Regions from separate parts of the Zea mays genome. Here region 1 is linked to region 2. The links are chromatin contacts, called in public Hi-C maps. All regions are on one chromosome and are shown on one strand. Each heading gives the region's core, a stretch centred on a gene start, on an enhancer-like site or on the middle of the called end of the contact. The rest is flanking DNA. Distances are from core to core; before and after follow the strand shown. Region 1 overlaps LOC103629094 (a long non-coding RNA gene). Region 2 has its middle 62 kb from the start of LOC103629090.

Region 1 (5,296 bases), core at 1,249-3,748, 210 kb after region 2:
CAAATGCTGGTAGAAGGGCTGGATTTCTGAACCCAATGAAAATATGCGAGAATGAGCACAAATTCAGAATCGGTTAGGACCACGAAGAATTAAAGGGGAAGTCACCTGATGAAGCTAAGAAGCGTGTACAAGAGATGAAGAAAAATCTTGAAGCCAAATGCGCCTTCTACATAGCAAAAGCCATGCTTGAGTATCAACACAGGGAATTCATAGTGGCACCATACAACTTTGGGTAAGCACGAGTTTGCGTACATAAAATTAATAATTTCAATACACATGCATCATAAATTTGATTCGCGTAGGGACCACTGGATCTGCTTCATCATCTATACCAGGGATGGAAAGGTGCTGGTTCTAGACTCCGCAGATTACGCGCCTTCAACATATGCAACATTCTTGGTCCACTTAGAGCGGTAAGCTGAGGTATGCATGCTTACTTTTATCGATGAGAGTTTGAGAATAACATGGTGATTCTATTCGAGATCATAGGGCATATAGGTTTTATAAGTATAAAGGTGAAAGTTACGACACGTCGAAAAAAGGGGCTACCATTGGAAATATTTTATAACTGGCTGATAAGTATGTAAATTCATGAATACGTATCATACATGTACGATACATAGGACAGTGTTGCAGCTAATTAACCCCTATTCCGTTATATAGTGCCACAAGCAACCAAAAGGATCGGTTGTCTGTGGATTCTACGTGTGCGAGTTCATGCGAGAAAACGAACGATACATCAGCAATCCTGATAAGGTAATATAAGTAATAGTCATGTATGTAGTTCTGTCATTAAAGTTGCAAATGTATTATCAAGTGTAAATATATGATGTTTATTTACAGCAAATTGAAAAGGTGATCAACATGACCGAAGATGCTCTATACAACATAGTCGAGGACCTGTGCACATTTCTCTTAAAAGAAGTCATTCCATGCGAGGGCAAATATCGCGATGCTACCAGCGTGTTAGCAAGGCCAGAGTTTAGGCCGCTAACAGAGATTAGTAGCCTAAGCCTTAGTCGAGATAGTTATTAGAGCAGAGATTATAAACATTGATGTATATAATGTTTGATGTATATACGTGTGACTTTATGATTGCAAGCCCAAGACATTGATGTATATAAATGTATGGTATATTTAAATTGCATGTTTGTTTAATTAAACTTTGATGTATAATTGATGTATATATAAAACTGGGTTTGGAAATCACTGGCAGGATAATTTGAAAATTTGGAAAAAGGCGGGAAAATTTCTACAGGCGGTTGTGTTAAGACAACCGCCTATGGAAATCTATTTCCATAGACGGTTCTCATTTGACCGCCAGTGGAAAGTTTCCATTTTCATTGGCCTCTCCCACTGGCGGCGCTGAAAAACACCTGTGAAAATGGGTTATGAACCGCCTCTGTAAAGCTTTTCTGTACTAGTGGAGAGGAGAATAAAAACAGCTTCACCCATAAAGCTATTTTGAAAAGGGGTGTTTGACTAAAATAGGTCACAACAGCTCGTGAAGATGTTGGTGAAGCTGTGCCAAACAAACCTTTAGTGTAGGATGTTAGAATCTCAATTTTCAAACGTGGGTAGATCGGGGTCCAGTTTCCATGCACTGAATTCCTACATATAATTCTGGTATACCTGTGTCAATCACTAACAACCACGACTATTATTCTTAACAGTTACGTTTAAATACTTGGTCAATGTTTAATCCCAGAGCATCAAAAGAAAAGAATCACAAGGCTATGTTTTTTTAATTAGAATTCAGGTCATAGTAACTAAACAACACATCATGGGCCAGGTTACAAGTCGATTCAACCTGGGGCGCCTGATGCAGCCCACTTGCTCTTGTATATGTGTTTTCCCAAGGTTTGCTACCTAATTGTTGCATAAACTCCTGATTATTTCAAAAAGAAAACCCTCGATTGGGCAACTGAAGCGAAGCTTTGCCATCAAATTACTGACACCCTGAATGTGTTTGTTGATGTGGTCCATCTTCTTCTCACTCCTCACTTTTTTATTTGGTTTGTGGAATAGAATGAGTTGATCTAACATCGTCTCATTCCTCACAAACAAATAATTAATATATACATGAGAAATTGATTGATTTTACCAAAATTTAATGGATAAACTCACGATGCATCACCTCAAGAAGCAAATAATTAGTATATACATGAGAAATGGATTGATTCGACCAAAATTTATGGGATAGACTCACGATGCTTCACCTGAAGAAGCATAGGGTGACTCATGAACCAAACGTCCGTACAGAGACAAGAGTAGGCAACGTTCTCTGTCCGGATTCACGAATATCCAGTCAATGAAAATCTGGGCGCTATTTTTCTGCCCTGATTACTAAATATTCAGTTACTAAACATTTGAAGCATTTGGTACCGTACCATTAGGCATTCGCGATATAGTGATATCATCTAATCCAATATAACAAGACCCGACAACTCCTGTCTGTTAGGGTCCAGCTTCACCACCAGCTCCATCAGTAGCCCCATGGCTTCTCCAACCAAATGTCAACTCGAGGTCCAGTTTCGCAGGCCAAGCACCAAATTTTCCGCTCTCTATATAGCAGCAGGCAAGAGGGAAATATCAGATCCTCCCAACTCCCCCTCGTTTCGGTAGGCCCCTACGGAGCCACACATCAGATTTGCCCTAGGGGCACAATGTCTGAGGCAGAGGTAGAGATGACAACGGGGAATTCCCCGTCTGGGGACACTCCCCCATCTCCGTCTCCGTGGGGAAGAAAAATACCCGCCCCCGTCCCCGTAAAGCCTCGCGGGGATCATTTCCTTCCCATCCCTGTCCCCGACGGGTTTCATACGGGGAATTTGTCCCCGCAAATTTTCACAGTAAACAGCTTCGCGTCAAGGAAAAATCGACATCATCAGCTAAAAGTGTGTTGGAATAAACAAGTCGAATAAAAAAACTAAGTCCGCAAATGTTACATCACCACCGTATAGCATAGTTTAATAATCAAGGCAATCAAATCTAAGCTATTTTCAACACAACAGCTGTACAACGCCACTACCACAAGCCAAACTCTATTTCTCACCCTTCCTTGTCGTGATGCTAGGTTGGAGCTCGTGGGCGTGGAAGACAAAGCTGTACAGCTAGTGTTATTGATACGCAAAAATCATCTGTGAATTCGCTGATGGTCGCGGTCGAAGCGCCACCCAAACCTTGCGCGGCGCCATGGCAGTCTTCGGCGTGCAGCACAAGTGTGCGGTGGGACGGCACACGGCAGGGTCTGGGCGTGCGACAGAAGTGCGCAGGAGGCTGGGGCCTAGTGTGGTCGCCGGGCGGTGGATACGAAGGAAAGAAGATGAGGGACTGAGGAACGGAAGGCGGGCGGCGGCTACGAAAGATATTATGGACTAGGGTTTGGAACTTCTCAGCTGGGTTTTATATTTCTCATATTGGGCCTCGTTTTGATGGGCTGCTGGTGTTGAAATCAGTCGGGGCTACGGGGACGGGGGACGGTGAATCATCCCTGGCCCCGCCATACCCGACGGTGACAAGATCCGCCCCCATTTAATTCATCGTGGGGATTAATTTCCTACCATGCCCTGTCCCCTAATAGGTGAATTCTCCGTGGGGAATCGGGGAATGGGACCCATTGCCATCTCTAGGCAGAGGAGGGTGGATGGAGGGAAAAGGGACGAGGAAGATAATAACCGGAAATAAATAAAGAAAAAGAAAAGAAAGGGAAGGACTAGAGAAAGATATTAAGGACATTTCACTATTTTTATCACTTTTCCAATATGTCACGTGCTTGAAATTTTAGATAATTTCAGACAACAATCTTATACCACCAACTAGTACGTAAATTGTTACTTTTATGATTTGTTATTTGTCCTTGTAAATTGTTACTAGTAGGGTGCCCGTGCGTTGCTACGGCAGCTTAAAAATTGATACAAAACAGTGATGTAATATAATTACAATCTTTGATTGATGATTTTGTAGCTAACAAACACCACCATCATTACAAAGGACATGTCGATGAACAGACCAAAATCCACCTTTAGCTAAGAAATTTACTCGTGAGAAACCCCTAGTTGCAAATTCCAATTCAGCATAACTAAAACAGTGAGGAGGCTTTCAGAAATTCAGCTTGGAAAACTTTTCCAATAAAACATATGCTTGCATTACGAGTTTTTCGTGAAAGTTTTCCAAGTGATCTTGAGGATGTTGATCCCTATAGAACAACAATTTTGCACTGAAGCTTCTCCCCCACAACGCTTCTCATGCTTCAAATCCTTGAGCAGCAGCAACATACAATTTAATAAGAAAAAATAACAATTAGATAATGCATGATGTATTAAAGAAACTACTGATTTAGTAGTTGACCATTACTTGTCTAACACAATCCAGCTTGCATGTGATGTCTTGCACTCAACACCTACAACATCAGAAGAGCCAAAAACAAGATTATACCTCACATTAATCTATAGAAACAACAAATTAAGCACACAAGCATACGACAACAATAATAAGATGTAAACGAGCATTAGTCCCAGCTTCAAAGTCTATATCATACACATCAATTTTCTTAACTCTAATAAATCACATTTCTGATCCAACATACACTTATGTCCACATGTAAAGTCTCCAACGAACAGCATAAAGCCCCAGAACTTTCTGCCTAAAATAGAGAAGTGTGCATATAGTTTTAGTTTTCAGGCAACTACTGCAGAACCAGAGAAGCATTAACAACTATAGGCAATAAAAACCATGGATTTAGGTGATCATTGTAACTAAAGTGAAAACGATTAGTAATACCAGCAAACGTGCACATGAGCCAAAAACCAGAAATAATACCAAAGCTATGTGATAGGATGATGAGAAGTATGATGCTATCGCCTCACCCAGATGATGGGTGTCTTGTGGCTGCCCTAACCGCGACCACCACCTTCTCTGCCACCACAGTAGCGGCGGTGGGCCTTGTCAGCCACAGACTTCCCCTTCCTCTGTAGCTGCTAGTGGTGGGAAGAGCCCACCATCATCTTCTTCAAGACAACCATCAATGCCTACAAATCCAAAAGCTCTAAGTCAGAAGCCCAAATGCTGAAGCAAATAACTCAACAACCGAAGACCCAAGATCCATGAAGTAGCAAGAAAAAGCTACTACAACAAATTGGAAGTGATGCTCGCCTAGTACAAACAACAGTACAACACAACAACCACACCAGGGGTTTTAATGCCAACAGGGAGGGAAGTGCTTTAATGTTACTTGTAGGACCAGCATAAGATCCTGAATTCAGAAACAAAAAAGAGGCTAGTAACCAGCACTTGG
Region 2 (5,919 bases), core at 1,210-3,709:
CAGTCGAAGTACAAAATCGCTGCGGATCCCTGGCTAAACTAGAGCAGTCTAGGGATGAAGATGTGAGAGCACTAAAACCCTAAGCCAAAACAAATGGCAGCCAAGAGATACTGAAATAATCAGCCCTACCCCTCTATTTATAGACCATAGAGGGTTATTTCTATTTCCTAAACTAACCCTATTTACATAGAGCCTATCCACTCCACTGGGGGCGAAATGGACCAACTCCTGGATAATTGATCCGACGGCCACGTCCTTCTCACGGAGTTGCTTCGCCTTGACGCACCCTCCGCGATCATGCCACGTGCCGCCACCGGTTCCCTCCGGAACCGCCGCCGCCGAGTTTTGAGGCCCAAACTCAGCAAACCCGCCATCCGTAGCGCTGGGTGGTTTTGAGGCCCAAACCACCAAACCCATCGTGAGTACCACACCGCGTGCGCATCTCCACGACCAGACGCGTGTCCCGCCAGTCCTGGACCATGCCGGCAACACGGTCTACTCCACCACGTCCTCGCGCGAGTGCGTGTCCCAGGTGTCAGCCACCACGGCTAGTCACCCGGCTGCTCCGGTCCGTCAGTCAAGACCCAGCACTCGCCCTTCACCGCTTCCGGTCCATCAGCACGAGCCCGTATGACCTTCACCTCAGCCGTCGACCACCGTCCCTGTGCTCCACACCTGCACACCACAAGCCGACCGATATGGTTGCACAAGCATAATCTCACACTCTGGTCAGTCCACTGACTACCCCAGAGTGCTACCCGTTGACAATCACTCATCATCAACCCGAACCACAAGAGACACATCAACCTTAGTGTTCGCATTGTTTTGCTTGCAATTCTCGCCATCTGGTTTTACCAAGTACAATTAGCAAGCTTTACCGTATACAGGTCATAGGTATTGGTTGCAAGTCATCCTATCCTGAAGATATGGCGGCTAATCTAATCTGTTTACGACACATCTGTGGGAGGCTGTCTTGGCCCATCCCCCAACATTGGCAAGGTGACGTCACTCCAAACACTGCCAAGGTTCAAAGTGGAGGGACAAGGGTACGAGTTGAAGCAGCTGATGCATATGAACAAACTTCGAGACACAGCCTGATGATAGAGAGAGGGGCTTGACAATGTCAGAAGCAAAGAGGAAGCTCTTGAAGCCGACCTAAAACACAAGAAGCGACTCAGAATACTGTTACTGAACTTGGGCAGGGGCAAGAGGTTTGGTCCAGACGTGGAAGCAGAGGTACTTGAGGGCCCTTGGCCCCCAAAGGATCTTCAACAGCTCCGTATCTACAACTACAGGGGTTCAAGGTATCCTAGTAGATGGATGTTGAGTTGCTGGCATCCAGACACGCCAAAGCAACTGCACAAACTTGCACTCTATTTTTTGCAGCCAGCTGGCCTCTACTATTCCTGAAGACAGTCAACTCTTCATTGGTCTGCGTGAGCTCACCTTTTTAGAATGTGACTGGGAGAGCTTGCCCCAAAATATGGAGCGCTGCAGACGTTGGAAATTTGGTTCTGCAATAATATTCAGCTTCTTCCGACGCTGCCCCACCAGTCTCTTAAGAAAATCAATATCTGTGGGTGGGAAGTGCTCAGTCAAATAAACTTGCAGAGAAGTGGGACACACAAATTGGTCTATGATCCAGCACATTCCCAAGATATCGTTCGAGTGAGGAAATATGAAGCCACTGTTCTCTGTACCAGCGGCAACGCAGCTGAGATGCATGGTAAGTCTCTTTTGGCTGCCTTCATTTTTTTTTTAATCCATCGAGAGCATGCTGCATCCGTAACTAATTTTCAGTAAAGACACATGACATAACTGACCATTCGATAGTACGTTTGTGAATCGATCCATCTGTCAAACAGGGATCGGGAGACACGCGTCAATAATATAGGGAATGTGAAGCCAAGAAAGGCGTCCAGATCATCAACAAAACTGCAGGTCGCTAGGGGTGTGTGTGTTTTGTCATCCCTGTCTGCTGATAGATTGTGTGTTTGTGCTTTTCTTCCTTCCCATTCCATCCTTAATTAATTCCTTCGAAATAAGACAATGGATTGTATGTTTATTTGTTGTGATGCATGGCGATGACGGACGATCATGCTGTACTTGCGTGCTCCCAACTGTTGAGCGAGTAAAGCTGGTTGCCTGCAAACGAAAATTTGTTTTTGTGTATGATGACTGGGTAGTGTGCGGGAATTTGGGTACATTATATCAACAGGCACCGCCGTGATGGCAGCGTGCCACTGAGCTGCTGTGCCATCACCCCATCGTTTCGTTCAGGCCCATCAGAATTCATGATCTGCACCTTCTCATCATCAAAAGTGGAATTTCGTGGTCCGCATATGAATTTGGCCTACGAGGCGTCGAGTCCAAAGCGCTAGAATTACAGGTCCGTCTAGGCAGCCCAGCCAGCGAAAATGACTGTTGCCACACGATTAGGCCCAAGATAATCCTCTGGTCCTTGTGTTTTGTCGACTTCTGTGGGCCACACCAATACACAAGTCAATGGACGGCCGAAGGAGCGCCAACACCGATCCATTCAACACGTCCGTGCCCGAGAGAGGATTGGTAGCACTGTAGCAGCAAGCATCGCCGGTCATGCTACCCGTCTTGTCCAATAGAATCGTACGTGACAAACTTGCACGAAACTTTCTCAATTTTTTATGACAGCCTCCACATATGATATCATGACATCTCGACAAGTTTCAGGATTTTCGCACTTCGTTTGCTTTTTATAGAATTTAAAAAGGATTCGTCTGCAAGTTTGTGGTCATGTTTCGTCAAGAAGATGTTCGAAATTGGCGGTCTGTCACTGGATGCGGCCTCGCATTAGACTCAATAATATGAATATCATTTTTTTATTCATTTTTTCTATTATTCGAATGACTTGCGGTTCAAATTTGACTTATCCAAAAAAATTCGATTAAATAAAATAAATTAACTAAATATAGCAAACACATCGAAAAATTTGTCAAATTTGAACATGCAGTTCTAGGTACTGTAGGAGCAGTGCAGAAAAAGTTTAGGGGTAAGAAGGAAAAAAATTAAAATAGTTTGCCGAGTGTTTAGGTAAGACACTTGACAAAGATAACAAAGAGTAAAATTTTCATTTTTTTTGAAAACCGACGTTGCCAAGTGCCGTCTGATCTGGCACTCGGCAAACTTTGAAAACAAAAAAAAATATAGTGGGCACTCGGCAAAGCAGGGGGGATAAGGCTCCCCCCGGCCACCCCCGCACACAACACACACGCGCGCACCCGGCATCGCTGCGCCGCCCGCCTCGCGCCACCCCCGTGGGCCCCCACACCGCCTTTGACCGCCTCGACCACCGAAGGAGGAGGAGGAGGAGAAGGAGGAGCAGGAGGAGGAGGCGCCCCGGCCACCGTTGTCCCGTCACCGGTGGTTCTCGAGCCGTCGCCCCGTCCACCGGCGCCCCGACCCCTTCATCGCCGCCGTCCTACGACGCCCACTTGGTATGCTCTACCGTAGTCGTAGTGGTACTAGTACTAGCAGTAGTACTAGTGGTAGTAGAAGTAGTAGTTCTGGTAGTAGTGGTGGCAGTCGTAGGAGTCATACTAGTCGTAGTAGTAGTAAACTTTGGTAATACTTGGATATATTCTTCTGCATGGATTAAAAATATATATGTGGTTGTCGGTCATCGTGCCGTTCATATATATGTGCATGTCAGCCATCGTGCCGTTGGTTTTCTTGCAGGTTTTGGAAACCTCACCGTGCAGGGGAGGTGCTGCCGAAATTTTGTATTGATAGTCTTATGTTCTTTTTTTTTGCAGAGAAGAGCCCGTCGGAGCCGAGCCAGAGTACCTCGCCGACCCCGATCCTCCTCCTCACCGCTGCGGGTCTGCCTGCACCACGTCGCCTTGCCACTGCACCGACCTGCCACGGCCCCGCTAGCCTGACTCCACCGCCACCCTAGGTATCACCCCTCTTTCTGTATCATGGTCGTACATCACGTAACCTAGTTAGGCGTCTCCCGTTCGAAAGAGATACGATTGGAAATATGCAGATCTTTGCATATCTATAACCATATCTGTTTTGAATTGTCCACTTTTTTTGACAGCCGACGGATACGTAGATGGGGTTAGTTTCCATGGTCTGCTCCGATCCGACATAGAGTTACGGCGTCATCTCCCTGTCATTCTCCGGATACACACTCTCCCTGCCAGGACGTGTATTTGGAGAACATTAGGGAGGTGCTACCGAAATTCTATCTCAGATAGGAGTAGAGCATGAAAACTAACCTCATCTATGGATTCTCGGGTCAGATTAGGACTTATCCTCACCTATTAGATAGTAGGAACGTCGTGTAGATGCAATTGATGTTTATATTACTCGCCGCTATATATGTTAGAGGATGGAGGACCGTGAGTGAATGTACACGGGCCGCTCAAGTCAGGGTCAGGTCACCAATGAATGGATCGACAAGACCAATGCTTTCTTGGAATGGGCATTTGGCGAGGCGGCTAAAGGAGCGAGTAAAATTTGCTGTCCCTGCAGCAAATGTGCAAATAGGAAAAGACAAACAAAGAAGGTCATGAGGAAACATCTTTGGAGGAATGGATTTATGGCAGACTATACCCGATGGGTCTACCATGGTGAAGCCGATCGTATGAGAGAGGAGGTGGTGAGACCACACGTCGAGAATTATGATGCTGATGCCGGGGTAGCAGACATGTTAAATTATGATGCTGATGCCGGGGTAGCAGACATGTTAAATGACTATCACGAGGCACAGTTCGCTGAAGGATGTACGGAGGAGGAGCCAGAGGCAACCGCAAAGGCGTTCTATGACATGTTTGTCGCGGCACAAAATCCCCTTCATGGACAGACAAAGGTTTCTCAACTAGATGCCATTGGACGCATAATGGCGTTAAAGTCGTAGTATAGCCTGAGTCGAGACGCCTTCGATGTATGTTGACAGTTATTGGTAGCCTGCTTCCAGAGAGTCACATTCTGCCAAAGAGTATGTACAAGGCACAGAAACTCCTTTGTGCATTCAAGATGCCGTATGAGCAGATACATGCTTGTCCGAAGGGGTACGTCCAATTTAGTTAAGAATACGCGGAAGCAAAGTACTATCCAAAGTGTAAATCCTCTAGGTTCACGCAGGTAGACTCTGGTGATGGCCAGAAGAGGCAGCTTGACATCCCCGTGGCAATACAACGGCACCTTCCGTTCATATCGAGGATCCAACGGCTATACATGACCGAGGAATCCACGAAACAGATGACATGGCACAAAAATGGCAAACGATACAATCCTGACAAGATGGTACATGCATCCGATGGTGAAGCATGGACCCACTTTGATGGCATTCATCATGAGAAAGCTAAAGAGGCTCGTAATGTACGTGTTGCGCTAGCAACAGATGGGTTCAATCCTTATGAAATGATGGTTGTCCCATACTCCCATACACATGTTGGCTCATGTTCGTTATCCCCCTCAATCTCTCACCCTGACGTATGCTTTCAACGACAGAACATATTCTTGTCGTTGATAATTCCTGGACACTCCGGGAAAATATGGGTGTGTTCATGGAGCCTGTGATTGATGATTTGGTCCATGCTTGGGAGGAAGGGGTATGGACATACGACCGAGCTACAAAGAAAAACTTCAAAATGCATGTTTGGTACCACTACTCCGGGATATTCTGCACCTGGTGTGTTCACGGGAAGTTCCCATGCCCAGTATGCAAGGAAGGTCTGAGCTTCATTTGGTTGCAGAAGGGTGGCAAGTATCCGTCGTTTGACAAACATTGGCAATTCTTCTCTCTTGACCATGCATTCAGACGAGACATCAAGAACTTTACGAAAGGTGTCGTAGTGACAGACCCTGCACCTATGATGATGACTGGTGCCGCGATTTGTGAACAGATAGATGCTCTTGTGGTCAATCCAGAAG

What was found. Hi-C and Micro-C count contacts between places; a contact is called where the count stands out from the background.
Region 1: a Hi-C map of leaf shows a contact between it and region 2, with 3 times the contacts expected there. The contact joins two enhancer-like sites. A contact is called at or near these places in 2 of 25 Hi-C or Micro-C datasets (endosperm and leaf).

The regions. Positions count from the first base shown.
Region 1 is chr6:20,630,708-20,636,003 of Zm-B73-REFERENCE-NAM-5.0, forward strand. LOC103629094 (a long non-coding RNA gene) reads right to left here. Exons shown (of 7, transcript XR_002748612.1): 5 at 4,869-5,030; 6 at 4,357-4,402; 7 at 3,931-4,259. Among protein-coding and RNA genes, the nearest start is that of LOC103629094, 3.8 kb to the right of the region's middle. Within about 2 kb of position 2,499, at least 13 of the 20 cell types and tissues checked have an H3K27ac peak or open chromatin away from gene starts, as enhancers often do. A contact at or near this core is called in leaf, where this site is marked.
Region 2 is chr6:20,421,017-20,426,935 of Zm-B73-REFERENCE-NAM-5.0, forward strand. No RefSeq gene overlaps it. Among protein-coding and RNA genes, the nearest start is that of LOC103629090, 62 kb to the left of the region's middle. Within about 2 kb of position 2,460, at least 15 of the 20 cell types and tissues checked have an H3K27ac peak or open chromatin away from gene starts, as enhancers often do. A contact at or near this core is called in leaf, where this site is marked.